Linked DNA regions of Sus scrofa: region 2 is linked to region 1. Evidence: chromatin contacts called from public Hi-C data. All regions are on one chromosome and are shown on one strand. The core of a region is the stretch at or near the end of the contact, and the rest is flanking DNA. Distances in the headings are between cores, read along the strand shown. Region 1 overlaps UBAC2 (ubiquitin-associated domain-containing protein 2). Region 2 overlaps LOC110255850 (a long non-coding RNA gene).

Region 1 (3,390 bases), core at 266-2,765:
GTAGCCACCGGCCTACGCCAGAGCCACGGCAACGCAGGATCCGAGCCACGTCTGCAACCTACACCACAGCTCACGGCAACGCCGGATCGTTAACCCACTGAGCAAGGGCAGGGACCGAACCTGCAACCTCATGGTTCCTAGTCGGATTCGTTAACCACTGCGCCACGACAGGAACTCCCCAAATGAGTTTCATTTAGAGCAAAACATTAAGAATTACATTAAATATCTATGATTGATTCTTTAATATAGGTCTAAATAACCAAGTTAATCCACCAAATAACTACGGCGGTACCATAATACTTGTTTCTTAGCCTCTTGAATCAATTGTACCCAGTTCTAGAAAGTTTTACCCTTTGCAATGCCAAGAGGCAGGATCAGATCCATGTCAAAAATAGAATCTGATCATCAAGAACAACAGGAAGGTCCCTTTATGATAAGACCGGCAGGAAATTTATCCTGTTGGTAGCTGTGTATCTGCAGAAATTCGAAGAACAATAAATTCCAGTAGACAGATCCTAAGACAGAGTGTGTGTGTGCATGTGCGTGTACACACACGCGCTGTCGCCGGCTCCTTTCATCACCAGCTCTCCAGCAGATCACAGGGAGTAGAATGCAGGTACCTAAAACACAGCCTGCAAAGAAACAGAGGAGCAGCCCTGAAGAGATCATGGCTCACAGTTGCCGGGACTGGGTGAGGGGCTGGGATGAGATAAAACTGACTGCAGCGCTCAAAGTCCAGGAAATAGGCTCATGGAAGTTAAGACAAAATAGAACTGTGATTACAAAGTCTATCTCACTTTGTGTAAAAGAACACTGTTGGAGGATGATATACACACAACGACTTTACTGAGATTTCCGAACGCTTATAGAGGTAACCTGATATAATAACAGATGGAGAAAAAAATCATTTGATTTCACTATTTTAAGTGTTCTTAAAACACACACACTTTAAAAACCACAACATTGCCAGTTAAAGAAGGTGGATTTAGCACACGTACTTCCCTCCCTGTTTCTCTCCTAAAGCCTCATAAGAATGGCATTAAAAGATTTTTTTAAAGGCATAAACCCACAAAGAGTTAACGACCTTAAAATTTTTTCCAGCTGGAAAACATGAGTAGAGTGATAACTAACCTGAAAACCTGAGAAAAGGAAATGCTAAACCAGCAATGGTCAAATCTGAGACACAAACGGAGTAACCCTGGAGCTTCCTAAGGGCGGCAGGATTAGCAGCTCCACATTTTCCCAGATCTGCTGAGAGGTGGGAGGTGGGTGGGAGCACTGACCCCTCCCAGCCCTCTGCCCACCTGCTGACTCTCTGGCGGGGAGGGGGCGGTAATTATCTAGAAAAGGCAACAGGAGGGGCCTGGACTGGGGGACTCCTTTGCATGGCCAAGCATGCAAATGCAAGACTAGAACTCAAAGTTTACATACTAAATGTGCAGACTCCCAGACCTACAGCCCAGGCTGCAGACTGGAGAACAGGCCCTGGGGAATGCGACAGTTCCTGAGGGAAGAAGGGGGCGTATGTTTTAGATCCTGATCCTGGGGGTTCACTGAGAACAGCCCAGGGAGGGGACTCTACCATGAAGCCTGTGAGGGGCATTCGGGCCTTGGCACCCAAGCCATTTCCTCAACCAGCTTTTTCAAAAACTGGGCCTGTTACATATAAACAGCCAAAGGCTCAAAGGCGCTTAAGGAAAGCCCCTAACATCAAAAGCAGAAAACAAGGAGGGAAAAAAGGAACTCAGAAGAAACAGACATCGTGCAGGCAAATGAAAACCTTGAGGTGGGGTGGAGGGTTATCCTTAACCTCACGAGAGGAGAAAAAGACTGCAGCCATGAGACCCAGACAGGGCGCCCGCGAGAACAGACACTCAGAAAATACGAAGGAACTCCTGGAAACTGAAACTAAGACAGCACACATATTTAAAAGGAACTCAAGAGAGGAAAAGGTACCTAATGTCATTAGCCGTCAAGGAAATACAAAGTACAAGCCCACTCATCTGTCCCTGCCCATCCACTAGAAGGACTAAAATGAAAAGAGCTGCTAGGTCTTGGACCGGCCGCGCTGGGGGCAGGCAGCTTCGTGCGGGGGAGCAGAGGCTTCCTGCTGACAGCCCTGTGACTGGGAAGTTTGGGGAGAGGGTCTTCCAGGCAAGGCAGGCCTTCAGGTGACCATTCTGACTGCAACCCCACGAGAGACTCAGGGCCAGGGCCACCCGGCTAAGCTGCTCCCAGATTCCTGACCCACAGGAAAACTGGCCAAAGGTACGTACACCTTCCGACTCAGCTTTCAGCTCCCAGGTACACCCAACAGAAACGCAGACGTCCACCTCACAAAAGACAAGTTCAAGGATGTTCACGGCAACAGTCCTGACAACCATCCCAAACCAGAAACCAGCCCAATGTCCATCAACAGTAGCAATTCACACGAGACACCACACGATGATAAATAAAGCGGGAACCACCGCCACGGGCAGCAATGTAAACATGATGTTGAGAGAATGACACCAGAGACAGAAGTCCCCATCTGCATTTACATAGAGGTCAAAGCCAGACAAAACTACACCAGGGTTCAAGTCAGGACAGACTCTGGGGAGGAAGCATGCCTGGGAGGCAGCACAAGTGGGTCTTTTAGGATGAAGTGACGCTCTGTTCCTTCATCTGGACAGTGTTTAAAAGGGGGTCACTCCGTAAAAATTCCAGGAGCTCCAGACTTAGATATGGACACTTTTCCATGTACACGTTGTACTTCAGTAAACGTTTATTTTAAAATAATAATTACAATAGGAAGACAGAGTTCAAGATGTCCCCTGGCAAGGAGAGTAAAAATACGAAAAGAAAGAAAAGAGAAGGAAAAAAAGATTAAAGTAGTCCTGTCCAAGAGGCTGAACACCCAGACGGTAGGATTTTTCAGAAAGAGAGAACCAAGAAAATGGAAGAGAAATGATAAAAATAAATCAGGAAAAATTCAAGAAGAGAAACGTGGGAGTTCCCTGATGGACAGTGGCCACCAGGTGGACAACCAAAAGAGATGAAAGCAGAACTGCCTCAAAGCACCTCATCACAAACGGCCACAAAGGAGGAATGAGCAGATCTCCGGGCAACCTGTCAACTCGGCAGTTCTGGTGACAGCACTCCCTCAGCTATTTCTTCCTCCATGCCCCCACCCACCCCCGCCCCATACACATTTCCATGTAAAAACTACTTCTTCTCAGCACTGTTTATTTCAGAGAGTTTGAAGGTGAATCCACAACTAGACTGCACGTCTGATGGAATGTCAGCAAACAGGCTCTATGGTGACTGTGGGCTCTCTCTCCTGGGGGGCTCACGCACCCCCAGCTGCTCTGACATTGCCAAAGAGGTTCAGTGGCCTTAGTGGAACATGAG
Region 2 (3,390 bases), core at 530-3,029, 150 kb before region 1:
TGGAGCCTGGTGCTGGGTTATAGCCCCCGGGGCACCCCTTGACAAGTGGGGTATGGGATAATGAGCCAAGCAAGGGATGGCCCTTTCCCACTGCTGCCTGGGCAGGTGCCAACCCCAAGATCATTCGACACCCCTCGCAGTGCGAGCTGGATTTGTGGGGTTTTCCTCGTCTCGTTCCCCCTCCCCCATCCTTTACACCTGCCTCCCGGGATCAGATCCCATCAGCCGGATTAACCGCAGCACACAGCCTCTGTCTCAGCTCCGCCCTGGGGGGACTCTGCCTAAGGCCAGTCTGCACCTCCAAGGCTCGGATTCAAAGGAAATCCAGGAAAAGCCTTACGGAATTAAAAAAAAAAAGAGATTAAAGGGCCAGCCAGTCAGGAAGGGTCCTGTGAGCTCTATCAGACCAACCGCTTTCTTATAAATGTGTTTCTCACACTGGCAGAGTTGATGGAGGAGGCAGTGCCTTGCCCACATACCCTTGGGCACTAAATTTGGCTATGTTTTCATTTCAGTGATTATCTTAAAAAAAAAAAATAGGTTTATTCTGGACCAAGGGAATGGCCCTTTCCAGGGAAGCCTGTGCAGGGGGCCTTTGTGACATCTGAGTGTCTGTGGTGGCTGTGGTTACAGGGCTTTGCATTTTTGTAGTTGTTTTTTGGCTGTGCCCATGGCATGTGGAAATTCCTGGCCAGGGATCGAAGCCGAGCCACAGCTGTAACTAGAACCACAGCAGTGAAAGCCTTCACCTTAAGCTGCTGAGCCACGAGGGTCCTCCTGCAGGGTTTCACTTTTAACTCAGCTTCTCAGAGAAGTCTCAGTTTTTTGGTTCACAAGAAAGGATTTCTTTACTTATTGTCTCTTTAGGGCTGCACCTGTGGCATACCCTGGACGTTCCCAGGCTAGGGGCGCAATCAGAGCTGCAGCCGCCGGCCTACACCACAGCCCCAGCAACGTCAGATCCGAGCCGTGTCTGCGACCTACACCACAGCCCCAGCAACGTCAGATCCGAGCCGTGTCTGCGACCTACACCACAGCTCCCAGCAACGTCGGATCCGAGCCGTGTCTGCGACCTACACCACAGCTCCCGGCAACGTCGGATCCTTACCCCACTGAGCGAGGCCGGGGATCAAACACGAGTCCTCATGGACACGGTCGGGTTCGTTACCGCTGAGACACGACGGGAACTCCAGGACTTTCTTTTACAGGGGTCCTCTTCTAACTCAGATTTGAGAAACACCACTCTAACCAGCTGTGGTGGGACTGGGCGAAGTGGGTAAGTGGTTAAGGTCTCAGGTGATGTCCTAGACCCATTTCGTAAGAGTTGTGTGACTCTGGACAAGTTACTCAGAGTCTCTGAGCTGTTGCCTCCTGCCCTATAAATGGCAGTGCTGACACCCATTACACTACAAGGTTGCTGTAAATCTTTGATGAATTAAGCATGTGAAGTGCTCACTTAGCACAGTGCCAGGATGTATGGCCACTAGTGTCCTCATGAATAGTAACATTCAACCAGTAGAAAATGTAGTGGTAACAATACCACTACTACTACTACTAACAATAACAATAATAATAGATGGGGGAAAAATATAATTGTAATGTATACATGTAAGGATAACCTGACCCCCTTGCTGTATAGTGGGAAAAATATATAAAAAAATAATAATAATAGAGAGAACTCACATTCAAACAAGGAAACCTGTTCGGTGCCACAGACCAATCACCCGGTCGTGCTCCGTTTCCACCACAAGGGGGCAGAGGCGTGAGTTCAAGGCGACTGAGAAAGAGGGGGACTCTGCTTTCACTTAGGCAGCACTTTCGAATCACCACTCTCCTGGGTGTCATAATAGGTCTGAACTCCTGGGGCCTCGTTTTGTTCACGCTGGATCTGGATTCTAAAGGTGCAACTCTCATCCAAAAAAATCACAACAATAATAGCTGTAACCTACTGCCTACCTGCAGGGAATGGAGTCCAGGCGAGAGAGAGAGAGAGAGAGAGAGAGAGAGAGAGGGAAAACAGCATGGAACTTCCTTAAATAACTGAAAATAGTGTTACCATGTGATCCTGCAGTCCCACCCCTAAATCAAAAAGATTCATACGCCCCAGTGTTTATAACAGTACTAATCGCTGGCCCAGACATGGGAACAACTCAAGAGCCATTCAACAGATGACTGGCTTAAGAAGATGTGGTACATATATACGACTATTGCTCAGCCATAAACAGAGTGCAGTATTGCCATTTGCAGCAACATGGATGGACCTAGAGAACAGCATACTTAGGGAATAAGTCAGACAAAGACAAATGTATGATGATATCACTTATACGTGGAACCTTAAAAAATACAAATGAATCTGTATACAAAACAGAAATAGACTCACAGACATAGAACACAACTTACGGCTGCTAAAGGGAAGAGGGAGAAGGAGAGGGACGAATGAGGAGGATGGGATTAACAGATACCAATGACTCTACGTCCACTAGGTAAGCAACAGGGATTGACAGGCTAGCACAGGGCATGCAAGAACCTACAGTGGAATAGAATCTGAAGAAGAAACACACAGCACTGAATCACTTTGCCGTATACCTGAAACTAACACAATATCGTAAATCAACTGTCCTTCAATTTCAGACGTTTCCCACCAAGCCAAGCTTCGATGATGTGAGCATCACCCACCAAAGCCATGGTTCTTTTCTCACTTCTGGTGTGAAATTGTGGCCCCTGCCCCAAATCAGAAGGGATGCAGGACAGCTCTGCTGGAATCCACACCTGTCTCACACCTGAGCCGAAATGCTCTTTGCATTATTTCCTACAGATCCTTTGGATCGGATTGATTTGCCCAGCCCCGTAGGCCTCCTGGCTGGGTGCCCTGGTTGACTGTCACCCCTGAGAGGTGCAGGGGTGCTGGCACCAACAGCCTGCCCTCTGCTTTCCTCTGTGAAACCTGATCTGGGGAAAGGACCAGCTCACGGGCCCTGCCGCTAGTTTCTCCTCCACTGGAATAAAGCCCAAATTACTGTGTTTCTTCATCTAAACAACGGCACAGAAAAAGATGCCAAGAAACCCAGAGAAATTCTTATCTCTGAATCATCTGCCTAACTTAAAACGTACTCAGCACAAGCTGCCACGCTGGAAATATGCTGGCAGCTTTCTCAGTTGTGTTTTTGATACAGGAGTGGATTTTACTTCCTCAAGGCAAGAGCGTGAGATGGGTTTCGGTCTATACAGATAGTTCAGCTGTTGGGAGTCAAAGATCATTCCGCCACAGGTAAGGGCTTGTCTCTGTGGCCTTAGATGCCGAAGGGTTTCTCTGCAATGTTCTGGGGCAAAGGTTCAGGCAGCTGAGTAACAGAGACTTGGCTACAAACACGCGTAGAAAAAACACCGCAG

The links. A called contact is a pair of places that touch in the nucleus more often than the background predicts.
Region 2: a contact with region 1 is called in a Hi-C map of alveolar macrophages, with 4 times the contacts expected there. The contact joins two enhancer-like sites. A contact is called at or near these places in 4 of 5 promoter capture datasets (fetal liver, fetal skeletal muscle, liver and 1 more), 33 of 47 Hi-C or Micro-C datasets (adipose tissue, alveolar macrophages, blood and 17 more) and 2 of 2 datasets of contacts at active chromatin or transcription factors (alveolar macrophages and skeletal muscle).

The regions. Positions count from the first base shown.
Region 1 is chr11:68,211,761-68,215,150 of Sscrofa11.1, reverse strand. The region is part of intron 5 of UBAC2 (ubiquitin-associated domain-containing protein 2); the gene reads right to left. Among named protein-coding and RNA genes, the nearest start is that of GPR18, 22 kb to the right of the region's middle. Within about 2 kb of position 1,515, at least 16 of the 83 cell types and tissues checked have an H3K27ac peak or open chromatin away from gene starts, as enhancers often do. A contact at or near this core is called in adipose tissue, alveolar macrophages and omental adipose tissue, where this site is marked.
Region 2 is chr11:68,361,385-68,364,774 of Sscrofa11.1, reverse strand. All of the region lies in intron 1 of LOC110255850 (a long non-coding RNA gene), which reads right to left. Among named protein-coding and RNA genes, the nearest start is that of TM9SF2, 45 kb to the left of the region's middle. Within about 2 kb of position 1,779, at least 17 of the 83 cell types and tissues checked have an H3K27ac peak or open chromatin away from gene starts, as enhancers often do. A contact at or near this core is called in adipose tissue, alveolar macrophages and omental adipose tissue, where this site is marked.